Linked DNA regions of Sus scrofa: regions 1 and 3 are each linked to region 2. The links are chromatin contacts, called in public Hi-C maps. All regions are on one chromosome and are shown on one strand. The core of a region is the stretch at or near the end of the contact, and the rest is flanking DNA. Distances in the headings are between cores, read along the strand shown.

What was found. Hi-C and Micro-C count contacts between places; a contact is called where the count stands out from the background.
Region 1: a contact with region 2 is called in a Hi-C map of liver, with 4 times the contacts expected there. A contact is called at or near these places in 5 of 47 Hi-C or Micro-C datasets (alveolar macrophages, blood, embryonic fibroblasts and 1 more).
Region 3: a Hi-C map of liver shows a contact between it and region 2, with 3 times the contacts expected there. A contact is called at or near these places in 6 of 47 Hi-C or Micro-C datasets (alveolar macrophages, blood, embryonic fibroblasts and 2 more).

Annotation. Positions count from the first base shown.
Region 1 is chr3:58,769,841-58,773,865 of Sscrofa11.1, reverse strand. No RefSeq gene overlaps it. Among named protein-coding and RNA genes, the nearest start is that of ST3GAL5, 91 kb to the left of the region's middle.
Region 2 is chr3:58,899,900-58,904,131 of Sscrofa11.1, reverse strand. All of the region lies in intron 3 of ST3GAL5 (lactosylceramide alpha-2,3-sialyltransferase), which reads right to left. Among named protein-coding and RNA genes, the nearest start is that of ST3GAL5, 39 kb to the right of the region's middle.
Region 3 is chr3:58,753,176-58,757,108 of Sscrofa11.1, reverse strand. It overlaps the pseudogene LOC110259988. Among named protein-coding and RNA genes, the nearest start is that of POLR1A, 85 kb to the right of the region's middle.

The DNA.
Region 1 (4,025 bases), core at 481-2,980, 130 kb after region 2:
GCCACCAAAACTTCTCATCTCTGCGGATGGGTCAGGGGAGGGGAGAGTTCATGTATTGGCTTCGATTCGGACGCACAAAAGGGGACTATGTGACCTGCTGCCCCCTCCCCAGACAAGCAGGACTAAATGGAGACTTCACAACTTGCCCTCCCCGGAAGACCCCCAACATCCCCCCACCCCACCCCACCCCCTACCCTCCCAGAGTCGGAGAGGGGGACCATGCCACAGCACAGAGCTAGGGGGCATTGGCAGGCCTGGAGGGGAAGGCTCCCCTCCCCTCCCTACCACAGAGGGAGGCTGGGAATCAAGGACTCCCACACAATGTCTCCATTGACACTTGTGGCCAGGCTGGGTCTGGGTGCCATGGAAACCTCTCCAGGGAGCAGAGAGGGACAGCAACAGCCCAGGCCTCCCACACTAAGCCCATTGTCTCCTGAGCCAGCCCCCCTCAGAGGGCCCTTATCACCAGTCCCCTGGCAGGCCTCAGCTCCAGGCTCCCCACCCCACCAGCAGCACTAGCTTCCCTCCCTCTGGCCCGCCTGGGGCATCAACGGGGTCTTACCTGCCTTAGGACCCACCACCCATCCCGCCTACCCTACCCCAGGTGAAATCCAGGGAAGTCCCAGTAATGAGGCTGGAGAGCTGCCCTGAGAGTGAAGAGACGTAAGGCAGGGAGGCAGCAGAGGCAGTTTCCCTTCTGGGGTTGATTAGAAGGAAATCTAGGAGTTCCAGTCATGGCTCAGCAGAAACGAACCCTGAGGATGCAGGTTTGATCCCTGGCCTCACTCAGTGGGTTAAGGATCCTATGTTGCTGTGGCTGTGGTGTAGACCAGCAGCTTCAACTCTAATTTGACCCTTAGCCTGGGAAATTTCATATGTCATGGGTGAGGCGCTAAAGAGCAAAAAATAAACAAAAAAACCAAAGTAGGGGCGCCAAGAACTAGAAGGAAGGGCTTTGATTACAGCAGCCCCTGTCACCAGCTGTCACCCAAGTGTCCCCTGGGTGCTCCCTTCACAATGATATGACTGACAAGGCACCACCGTCAAGTAAAGCCCCTGAAGCTCCTCAGGTTAGAGGATCTGGAGAGTGGAGTTGAGGGGTGGGGAGGGGTGGGGGGAGTCCAGAGGGGCAGCCAGAGGAGCCTGGGCTTTGGACCCAGAGCTGAGGGTGGGGTGGTGGGAAGCATCCTGTCCCAGCAGGATGACCTGGGAGAAGTTAGGTGACCTCCCTTAGCCTCGGCTTGAGCATCTGTGAAAAGAGAGCAATAAAACTTTCAGCACAGGCTGCTGGGATGTGGCAAGGACCTGAAGGCCAGCAAACAGCAGGGCACAGAGAGGGCTCTTGCTCAGCAGATCAGTTATCACTATTATCTATTTGACAACATTTTACCCCCAGAACTCTGGGCACTGAGTCAGGTGCTTGGGGACAAAGGACCCACTGGGAACAAAGGGAGAGGCCTCAAGTGACCCCACCAGAGGCAAGAGTCCCTGGCCTGAGAGAGGAGGCAGCAAATGGTTGAGCTTCAGGGAACACGTGGACCCCAGCAAGGGGCCCCCCTAACATTCCCCTTGGGATTTTATACGGGTGGCCGGTTAGTTCCTGGAATGTCCAAGAAAAACAAACTGGTTGTCCTGAGTAAAATTGCAGCCTGGCTAAGGCCGGGTGGGTCTGCTTTAAATTAAACACAGTGCTTCTGAGATTATTTTCGTCTCCTGGCCGCTGCTGGTCAGTGGAGACATTACCTCACCTCACCTTCCTGCTCAGAGGTGGGGATGCTGATGGGGAGTGGGCCTGGGGATGGGATGACACGTGTGTATGTGGGTGTGGGTGGGTGGGTGTGGGTGTGGGTGTGAGTGTGAGTGTGGCTGAGCGCCCCATCCCAGGCTCCCACATTGGAGGTGAGCAGGCAGCCCTCCTCTAATGACATGGTCTATCTCTGGGGCTGGGGGTGCTGGAATTGGGGGATGTGAGGATGCTTCTGTGTGCAGTCAACCCAGTCCTTGGCATTTAGCTGAGGAATTACAGCGTGTGCAAATACACTGCTTTCCTGGGAGTACTTGAAAAAAACTCGGCTACAGTTTTACAAGTCCAGGGTTGGTCCCTTTCAAATATTCAGGCGCTGGGTGGCTCCTCCTGGAACTCCAGCGTGCTTTAGCTGCTTTAGCTGGCAAGCTGAGACAGAGAAGCCAGAGTCCTCATAGGGTGCCTTGGTCAAGTGTGGAGTTCCTGGTGTTCCCGTTGTGGCTCCGTGTTTAACGAATCCCACTAGGAACCATGAGGTTGTGGGTTTCAATCCCTGGCCTTGCTCAGTGGGTTGAGGATCTGGTGTTGCCGTGAGCTGTGGTGTGGGTTGCAGATTTGGCTCGGATCCCATGTTGCTGTGGCTCTGGCATAGGCCGGCCCCTAGGGGTCTGATTAGACCCCTAGCCTGGGAACCTCCATACGCCGCAGGAGCGGCTCAAGAAAAGGCAAAAAGACCAAAAAAAGGGTGGAGTTCCCTTCTGGTTTTGAAAATTACTTTTGGCCAGCCTTGCCAGCTCATGGAGTCCTAGAAAATTCTGGAATATTGGAGTCAGGCCGACTGGAGTGTGTGAGTTCCAGTTCCCTTGATGAAGATGTCCTAATCTTATTTGGACCTCGAATAGCCTCATCTTTTTTTTTTTTTTTTTTTTTTTTGGCTGCACCTATAATTGCATGGAAGTCCCCGTTGAGGGATCAAAGCTATGTATGTCACAGCAGTGACGATGCTAAATCCTTAACCACTAGGCCACTAAGGAACTCCTCAGCTCCATCTTTAAAATGGAGGTAAGGGGGAGTTCCCGTTAAGAACCCGATAGAGTGTCTGTGAGCATGCAGGTTCAATCCCTGGCCTCGCTCAGTGGGTTAAGGATCCGGCATTGCTGCAAGCTGTGTCATTTGGTCACAGATGCCACTTGGATCTTGTGTCGCTGTGACTGAGGTGTAGGTCAGCATCCGTAGCTCCGATTTTACCCCAGCCTAGGAACTTCCATATGCCACAGGTGCAGCCCTAAAAAAGAAAATTAATTAATTAATTAATTAATTAATTAAAAAACAAAAATAGCCTTACAAAAATAAAATGGAGATAAGTGAATTCCTGCCGTGGTGCAACAGAATCAGCAGTGTCTCTGCAGCATCAGGATGCAGGTTCGATCCCTGGCCGGGCACAGTGTGTTAAGGATCTGGCATTGCCCCACAGCTGTGGTGTAGGTTGAAGCTGTGGCTCGGATCTGATCCCTGGCCCAGGAAGTCCATATGCTGTGAGGTGGCCAAAAAGGAAACATTTTTAAATTAAAAAATAAAATAAAGTGGAGATAAGGCTACCTACTTCCCAAGCGTTGTTATGTGGATTAAATGAAATTAAGTGTGCCAAAGTTTCTTTTGTTTCAAACAAAGTATACCCAAGATCTCTGCCTATAAGAAACAGAAATCTCCTCAAGCTGCCATGTGTACAAGGGAAATTTTTTTTAAGGAATCAAGGGACTTGCATGAAAACAGGCCTCCAGGCCTCTCAGAGAGCTGGAACCAGGAGCCTGAAAAGAGATTTGCCATGGCCTTTGTCTTGCTCTGCCTGCACGTGCACTTGGGTGCCTCCTTCTGGGGACCTCAGCACATCTCCTTTCCCTGCAGACCAGCTTTCAAGGAGAAAGACCCATTTACCCACCAGCCTTGGCTTTATGTCATTTTCTTACGCTAGGTCCACAGTTCGCGCTGGGTAAAGGATGGCCTGTTGCTACTGTGTTGCTTTGACTTGTATGGCAATATGAATGAGCTGAATATTCTATTTGTCCGTCCTGATCCGCTCCCCTTTCTCCTCCACCTTGGGGCTGACCTGTGTGAACTGTCAGCGGAGATTCCGCCCCTTCTGGGATCTGGCTGACTTCATCCCATTGTGGACACCAGCAGGAAACAGGAGGGCAGGAGGAAAGAGTCCACAGGGCGTTGATGCTTCTAGCTCCTTGCCAGTGGGGGATGGGTTGGCAGCCCTATGGCTGGTTCCCACACT
Region 2 (4,232 bases), core at 1,707-4,206:
CTCCTGTACAGCAAGGTGACTGCGAGCTGTTGCTTTCAATGGGCAGAGTTCCAGTTTTGCAAGATGAAAAGGTTCCAGAAACCTGTTTCACAACATTGTGATATGCTTATCGGGGTCAAACTATATATTTAAAAATAATTAAGATGGTAAATGTCATTTTTTAAAACACAATGAAAAAAACGATCCCCTGTTTCAAGTTCCTATCTCGTAGATGAGAAACACACTTTATCAGCGGCAGTAACGAGGTTTACACAGTCAGGAATGGAAACAAAGTGCAACCCGCCCGGCTGTCATGTCCACAAAGATGTTGCCTTGGTTTTGTATACAAGTTTCCCTGAATGTTAATGTTTTACATCAACAAGAAATGACTGGTGAAGGCCAAGTACAGGAGCCCAGCTGAATGCAGCAGGCCATGGAGACACGTGGAACAAACGCCCACTTGCCCCCTTTCTTCCCCGTGGCTGTGGCCAAAGGCTGCCTTGGGACCAGCCGGCAGGAAGTTCTCTCTCATCACAGTGCTTGCGGTCCTCGTGGCCACACGCAGCAGTCTTATCCCTCCTCCTACCAAGTTGTGTGTGTGTGTGTGTGTGTGTGTGTGTGTGTGTGTGTGTGGTCCCAGACTTGCTGGGGTATTTATTTTTAGGATTGAACATGTCTTTTGAATTGTGCGAGAATTATCACCATACTGTTTTAAATGTTCGTCTCCACTATGTTTTTCTTCAAAGTCTTGACTGATTTCTATATAATAAAATTGCTGGAGTTTCTGTTGTGGCGCAGCGGAAAGGAATCTGACTAGGAACCATGAGGTGGCAGGTTCGATCGCCCTTGCTCAGTGGGTTACGGATCCGGCATTGCCGTGAGCTGTGATGTAGGTCGCAGATGCAGCTCAGATCTGGCATTGCTGTGGCTGTGGTGTAGGCCAGCAACTATGGCTCCAATTAGACCCCTAGCCTGGGAACCTCCACGTGCCACGGGTATAGCCCTAAGAAAAAGACAAAAAACAAAAATAAATACATAAATAATAAAATATTAAAAAAGAAAATTTCTATAGAAACAATACTTACCTGGCAATAGCAGAAGCCCCTCCCTTTTTTGTAAATTATAGCTTGAAAAAGTTGTTAGTATGGGGGAGAGTTACACTGTCTACGTGTAAGGATCTGCCTCTGTGTCTGAAGGTGGGAAGGAACAGTCTTTGAGCTTCAGATGATGCTGTGGGCACTACACATGGTCACTGTCTCAGGTCACCATGTGACACCAAGGGCACCTTGCAAGATGGTCCTGAGTGTCCTCACTTCGTGGGCTCCAGTGGCACACCCAGGAAGAGGGCTGAGCTGGCAGGCTCACCTGGTCCTACTACCTCACCAAGTCCCACAAGCCCAGCCTCTGCCCACAGAGAGCCGCTGACCAAAACCACCGCTGAGACCAAGGGCTTCAACTGGCATCTCTGTGAGGGATTGGCAGGAAAGCCAAGCGAGGAACTGGTCGTGACCCAGAGCAGCCCCAGAATGGAGGGTTCCCCCTGACTGGGCCTCCAAGCCAGTGACACTCTGCACCCAGAGGCACTTAAGGCCCAATTGTGAGGGCAGGGCGAGAGGGGGATCACACATCTAGACACACTTGTCCTCAGACCCCAGGCCTGAGGGATGAACAAAGTTCTTTTCTTCGCTATAGATGGACATTCCAGAATTCCCGTTGTGGCTCAGTGGGTTAAGAAGCTGACATAGAGGGGAGTTCCCGTCATGGCTCAGCAGAAACAAATCTGACTAGTATCCATGAGGATGCAGGTTCACTCCCTGGCCTTGCTCAGTGGGTTAAGGATCCAGTGTTGCCTCAATAGGTCACAGGTGTGGCACCAGAAAGGATCTGGTGTTGCTATAGCTATGGTGTGGGCCGGAAGCTGCAGCTTCAATTTGACCCCTAGCCTGGGAACTTCCATATGCCATGGGTGTGGCCCTAAAAAGGTTAAAAAAAAAAAAAAAGATACAGGAACTCCCTCTTCTCTCAAATTGAGGCATGGACACGAGAGCTTCACTTTTTGAAAGTCTTCCAGGTTGAGCTTGCTGGCTGCCCACAATTGAGAATAAACAGGCATTGGGCACTTCCAACTGTCAATGATAAGGCAGTCTGCTGGGAAAAACCATGATGTGAGAATCTGTTGAGGGGTTTCAAACAATGAATTTGCCTCCATAAAAATCTCCATTTTCTTCTCTACCTCATAAGTTTTAGAACAATCCCTCTCAGAAATATAGGTTAAATGGCATGATGCTAAGTAAAAGGCAATGCTCTCTTTTATTGATTGATTTAAATTCATGGAGTTCCTGTTGTGGCTCAGTGGAAACGAAATCTGACTAGCATCCATGAGGATGCAGGTTCGATTCTTGGCCTCACTCAGTGGGTTAAGGATCTGGCGTTGCCATCAGCTGTGGTGTAGCTTGCAGACGTGGCTCAGATCCTGCATTGCTGTGGCTGTAGCGTAGGCTGGCAGCTATAGTTCTGATTTCAACCCCTAGTCTGGGAAACTCCATAGGCCACAGGTGCGGCCCTGAAAATAAATAAATAAATAAATAAATAAATAAATAAATATATAAATAATTCAGGCCAGGGTACAGTATTTGGGTTGAAGGAGAGTCCAGGGTCTGGAGCTGACCTGACCTGGGCAGGAGGCCAATCAGCCTCAGACCACATGAACTCAGGGTATAGGTTACGTTATGAAACTTTCATTTCCACATCTGTAAACTGTGGTACTGGCTACCGCCGTGTTTAACTCCCTTGAAAGTTAGCTGTCTACAACTTTTGCCTGGTTAACAGCAGAGAAATCTGAAGAACCAAGTTGCAGGTATAAGAACAGCACAGAACAATCTCAATCAGTCCGTGGTTGCCTGGGGCTGATGGTTGAGGGCAGGGATTGACCGCGGAAGGGGTGAGAGGGAACTAACTCGTGTGATGAAACATTCAAGTGGGATTGTGGCAAAGGTGGTGTAAGTGCTCACAACTACTAACACTCCTCCAACTGGACGCTTACAGGCAGTAAGTCATGGGATGCATATTTTATCACACCCCGTGGTTAGGAAGAAAACAATCAGACCATCTGATCTAAACACCCCCCCCCCAGTTCCGGATCTCTTTATCAGGAGCGTCACCTGGGTTAAAGCATCAACCTGCAGTCAAAGATTCAGTTTCCTCACCTCTGTGATGTTCCAAGATGATTGGAGAAGAGCAGGGGCAGCACCCAGGAGAGGAAGGAACCCGTGTGGGAGCATGAATGCTGGGACTGATGTAATAACTCAGCCCAGCTCTGCTCTGCTTATTTTATTTATTTTTAAAATATTTTTAGTGCCGCATCCACAGCACATGGAAGTTCCCAGGCTAGGGGTCAGATCTGAGCTGCGTCTGCGACCTACACCACAGCTCACAGCAACGTCAGGTCTTTAACCCACTGAGCAGGGCCAGGGACGGAACCTGGGTCCTCATGGACACTGGTTGGGTTCATTACCGATGAGCCACAACAGGAACTTCTACTCTGCTTACTTTATTTTATTTATTTATTATTTATATTTGCTTTTTAGGGCCACACTTGCAGCATATGGAAGTTCCAGGGCTAGGGGTCAAACTGGAGCTGTAGCTGCCGGCTTACATCACAGCAACACCAGATCTGAGCTACATGTGCAATCTACGCTAGAGCTTGTGGCAACAAGCTCAGTTCACCCACTGAGCGAGGCCAAAGATCAAACCTGCATCCTCATGGATATCAGTCAGGTTCTTAACCCACTGAGCTATAAAGGGAACTCCAAACCTACATTTAAAAAAAAGTCTCAAATAACAGAATAGAAGAAACCCCTAATTCCACTATCGATAGAGCAGGCTTTCACCTTCTCCTTATTAATTTCCAGACCAACCCTTGTACAAACGTGTTTGATTCATGCAACTGTGCCTCCCACCAATCCTCCTTCATGCCAGGGGACTTTTTTCTTTTTTCAACCTCGACCATGGCATGTGGAAGTTCCTGGGCCAGGGATTGAACTTGCACTGCTGGATCCTCAAGCTGCTGAGCCACCGGGGAACTCCCTGCAGGGGACTTTCTCACTGGAAATCTTTCAGAACTGGGTTGACGTGGGGGTCACCGAGGCTGCCTCCTGGGTCTCCGTTTCTTGCTCCTCCTTCTTCCAGAACCACAATGTCGCTCGGGCAGCCATGACCCCTTCTCCACACATGCAGTGGGGGTTGGTAGGCTG
Region 3 (3,933 bases), core at 804-3,303, 150 kb after region 2:
TCATAGATGGGGCTTGGATCTGGCATGGCTGTGGCTGTGGCATAGGCCGGCAGCTGCAGCTTTAATTCAACCACTGGCCTGGGGACTTCCAAATTCCTTGGGTGTGGCTTCAAAAAGGAAAAAAAAAAAAAAAAAAAGGAAAAAAACTGACAGTAAAGGTCAATAGAAACCAACCGATAGAAAAAAGAGCAAAGGATACAAATAGACAGTTCTCATAAATGTAAGTCAGACTAGCCAAAACATTTATGAAAAGATGCTCAGATTTTTTTTTGGCCACTCCCACAGCATGTGGAGGTCCTTGAGCCAGGGATCAAACCCGAGACACAGCAGTGATCCAAGATGCTGCAGTGAAACTCGGAATCTTAACCCACTGTGTCACAAGAGAACACATGCTCAGAATTATTAATAGGGAATTGCAAATTAAATTGAGATGCCATTGCTTACCTCTCAGAGGGGCTAAAATGCAAGTGATTCTGTTTCTTAAAAGAAATAGTTGACACCCCTCCCCTTATGTGTATGTGGCAGGGTTTTTCAAATTCCACACCACTGATGTTTAGGGCTGGATGTTTTGATTATTTATTTATTTATTTATTTATTTATTTTTACAAATGAGGCAATTTATTAACTCAGCATCACTTGTTGTAATGCTTCTTGTTGGCAGCTCCCACCTGCCAAGTGATTCTGTCCAGATCTCTCTGTTCCAGATGTGCCCATTTGTAGCCCCCATCTTGGTCCTTTTCCACCATTCTCAGCCCTTCCAGGACCTGGAGGACCCGGTGGCATTCTTGGAGCCTGTGCTGAGTGGTCAAGCAGGACACTGCTTCTCTGACATCCCCCAAAGATCCTAGTGATGGAGGGGTCCCCAGCGCGGCCCCGGAGGTCCAGCTGCTGTGCTGCAGAAGACCCAGTTCTCATCACAGGGCGTCGGCTTTGTATGCTTGGCCAGCTTGACAGGGTCCACCCATTCAGGGCCGTTCAGCTTCCTGGACCTCTTGAGGAAGGCTGGCAGAGCTCCAGACTCCCACTGGTTCACGCCTTTTACAGTAACTCCAGGCATCATGGGGCCCCTGTGCTGCCAGCCAGGAGAAAGGGGAGGTAATTCTTTATTGCAGGGGCTGCCCCTATATTATCGGATATGCAGCAGCATCTCTGGTCTCTCCCCGCTAAATGACTTGAACACCCCCCTCTCCTGTTTAATACCCAGAGATGACACTGCCAAACGTCCAGGGGGGCAAAACTGCCCCCTACCCTCACTAAAAACGACTTGGTATATAGGTAAACACATATAGCTGCACATACTTTTGTGAATACTTATTTTCTAGGGCTGTGCCTGCAGCATATGGAGGTTCCCAGGCTAGGGGTCAAATTGGAAATGCAGCTGCTGCCTACGCCAGAGCCACAGCAATGTGGGATCTGAGCCATGTCTGTGATCTACACCACAGCTCCCGGCAACGCCGGATCCTTAACCCACTGAGCGAACCCACTGAGCGAAGCCAGGTACCGAACATGAATCCTCATGGATAGTAGACGGGTCTGTAATCTGCTGAGCCACAACAGGCGCTCCATAATTTTAAAGACCATTTTATAGACAAGGAAACTGATGCACAGAAAGAACAAGTAGCTGTCAGCAGAGGACCCAAGATTCCAAGAGGAATCCAATTTCACGGCTTAGTTTCTTTCTTTTTCTCTCTCTTTTTTTGGCAGGCTCCTGGGCCAGGGATTGAATCTGAGCCACAGCTTTGACTTATGCCAGCAACACCAGATCCTTAACCTACTGTGGTGGCCAGGAATCAAAACTGAGCTGGCATGGAGACAATGCCAGGTCCTTAACCTACTGCGCCACAGCAGGAACTCCTTACGGCTCAGTTTCTTGCCTGAAAGGCAGCCACGCTGCTCAAGGACGTTCTTGAGGTCTGACCGGTTGAATGCATGGGGACTTTAGGTTCACGCTTCCAGGCAAGAACCATGGGTCAAGGAAGGGGAACCAGGGCCTAGGGTTCCTGAAACTATCACATGTGAGGCCACAGGCCCAGGGCCGGCTTGGCTCCTTGAGACGACAGTGTTGGGAAACCAGTCCAGAAAGCAGCAGCCAGCAGGGTCGCCTGACCTCTGAGCAGGGCTGACCGCTGCTCGAAAAGAAAGGCCTAAGGCTGAACCACAGGGCGGCCTCTCCTATACTCAGGAGAGTAGGTAAAGCGACTAGGGTGGAAGCAGACTCATGAGGAGGGTGGCGAGGACTGGACTCCTGATTGGATTCACTTCCCTCCCCACTCGGCCCCCTCCCCAAAGCCCCCTAGAGCCAGCTGGGTGCACGCTGTCCCTATCTGGAGTGGCAGGGGTAGGGCACAGGTTGGCATGATGCCTGGTGGGTTCCTCAACCTCTAGCCAGACCACAAGGGGCTGAATTTCCTGTTGCTTGCATGTTTGGGGCCCCAGATCACAAGATCTGTGAAGGCAGGGCCTGCATCTTTGGGGGCCTGGTGCAGTGGGCAAGGTTGGGTGGGTGCAGAACGAGAAGAGGAAGGGCGTGGGTGGGATTTTTTTAGGTTGAAATGTGCCTTCCAGGCCTCTGAGCCCAAACTCTTGGGTTCCTCGATTTACTCAAAGGCTGAGCAGCTCCGGGAGCTCTCTGGTGGTGTAGTGGTTAGGAATCATTGCTTTCACTGCTGTGGCCCAGGGTTCAATGCCTGGTCTGGGAACCGAGATCCTACGTCAAGCCGCAACATGCCATGGCCAAAACAAACAAAACAACCACCACCAAAGGCTCAACAGCTCTAAGGACACCCAAGGGCAGCCCAGGCGAGATGAGGTGCTCAGCCCTATCCCCTGGGACCAGGTTCTGGCCTTTCCTAAGTGGGGATGTGTCCCAGACAAAACAGAACTCCTGATTACCTCTCCTGGAAAGAGGGAGGAGGTGCTTCAAGAACCGGAGGCATGATCCTCATTCAGTAACTCAAGCTTAGCTTTTTTTTTTTTGTCTTTTTGCCATTTCTTTGGGCTGCTCCCGCGGCATATGGAGGTTCCCAGGCTAGGGGTCTAATTGGAGCTGTATCCACTGGCCTACGCCAGAGCCACAGCAACGCGGGATCCGAGCCGCGTCTGCAACCTACACCGCAGCTCACGGCAACGCCGGATCGTTAACCCACTGAGCAAGGGCAGGGACCGAACCCGCAACCTCATGGTTCCTAGTCAGATTCGTTAACCACTGCGCCACGACGGAACTCCAAGCTTAGCTTTTTAAATGGAAACTTCTCAGAGCTGCGTCTTGAAACTCTTGCTGGTCCAGTGTCCCCTCCTCCTGCCCCCACAGGTGCCCAGTTGGTAGGAACTTGTAAGTTGAAGACGCAGAGTCTCCTTAATGGGCTGGGCTAGGGGCAGCTGTGAGCCTCCTGCTTTCTAGCCAGAAGCATCACAGTCTCTTTTTTTGCCAACCCCCCAGGTGAAGCTGATCAAGGCATCCTCTGAACTCCACTGCGTCCTTGGCACCACGAGAGCTTTATCACACACATGCACTCCTGCTTTTTGAGTGCAGGGATCAGACCTTAAGATCTTCGTAGGGAAACTTGCCGTCCACGACTCCAATGTTGAAGAGTTATCACGCCAACAGGAGGGGATGGTTGGAGTTCCCGTCGTGGCTCAGTGGTTAACGAATCCGCCTAGGAACCATGAGGTTGTGGGTTCCATCCCTGGCCTTGCTCAGTGGGTTAAGAATCTGGCGTTGCTGTGAGCTGTGGTGTAGGTCGAAGATGAGGATCAGATCCATCGTTGCTGTGGCTGTGGCATAGGCTGGCAGCTGCAGCTCTGATTCGACCCCTAGCCTGGGAACTTCCACATGCCACAGGTGCAGCCCTAAAAATAAGAAAAAAAAAAAAAAGGAATCTCTGGGATGGGGTCCTAGAATCAGTCATTATACAAGCTCCTCAGGTGGTTCCA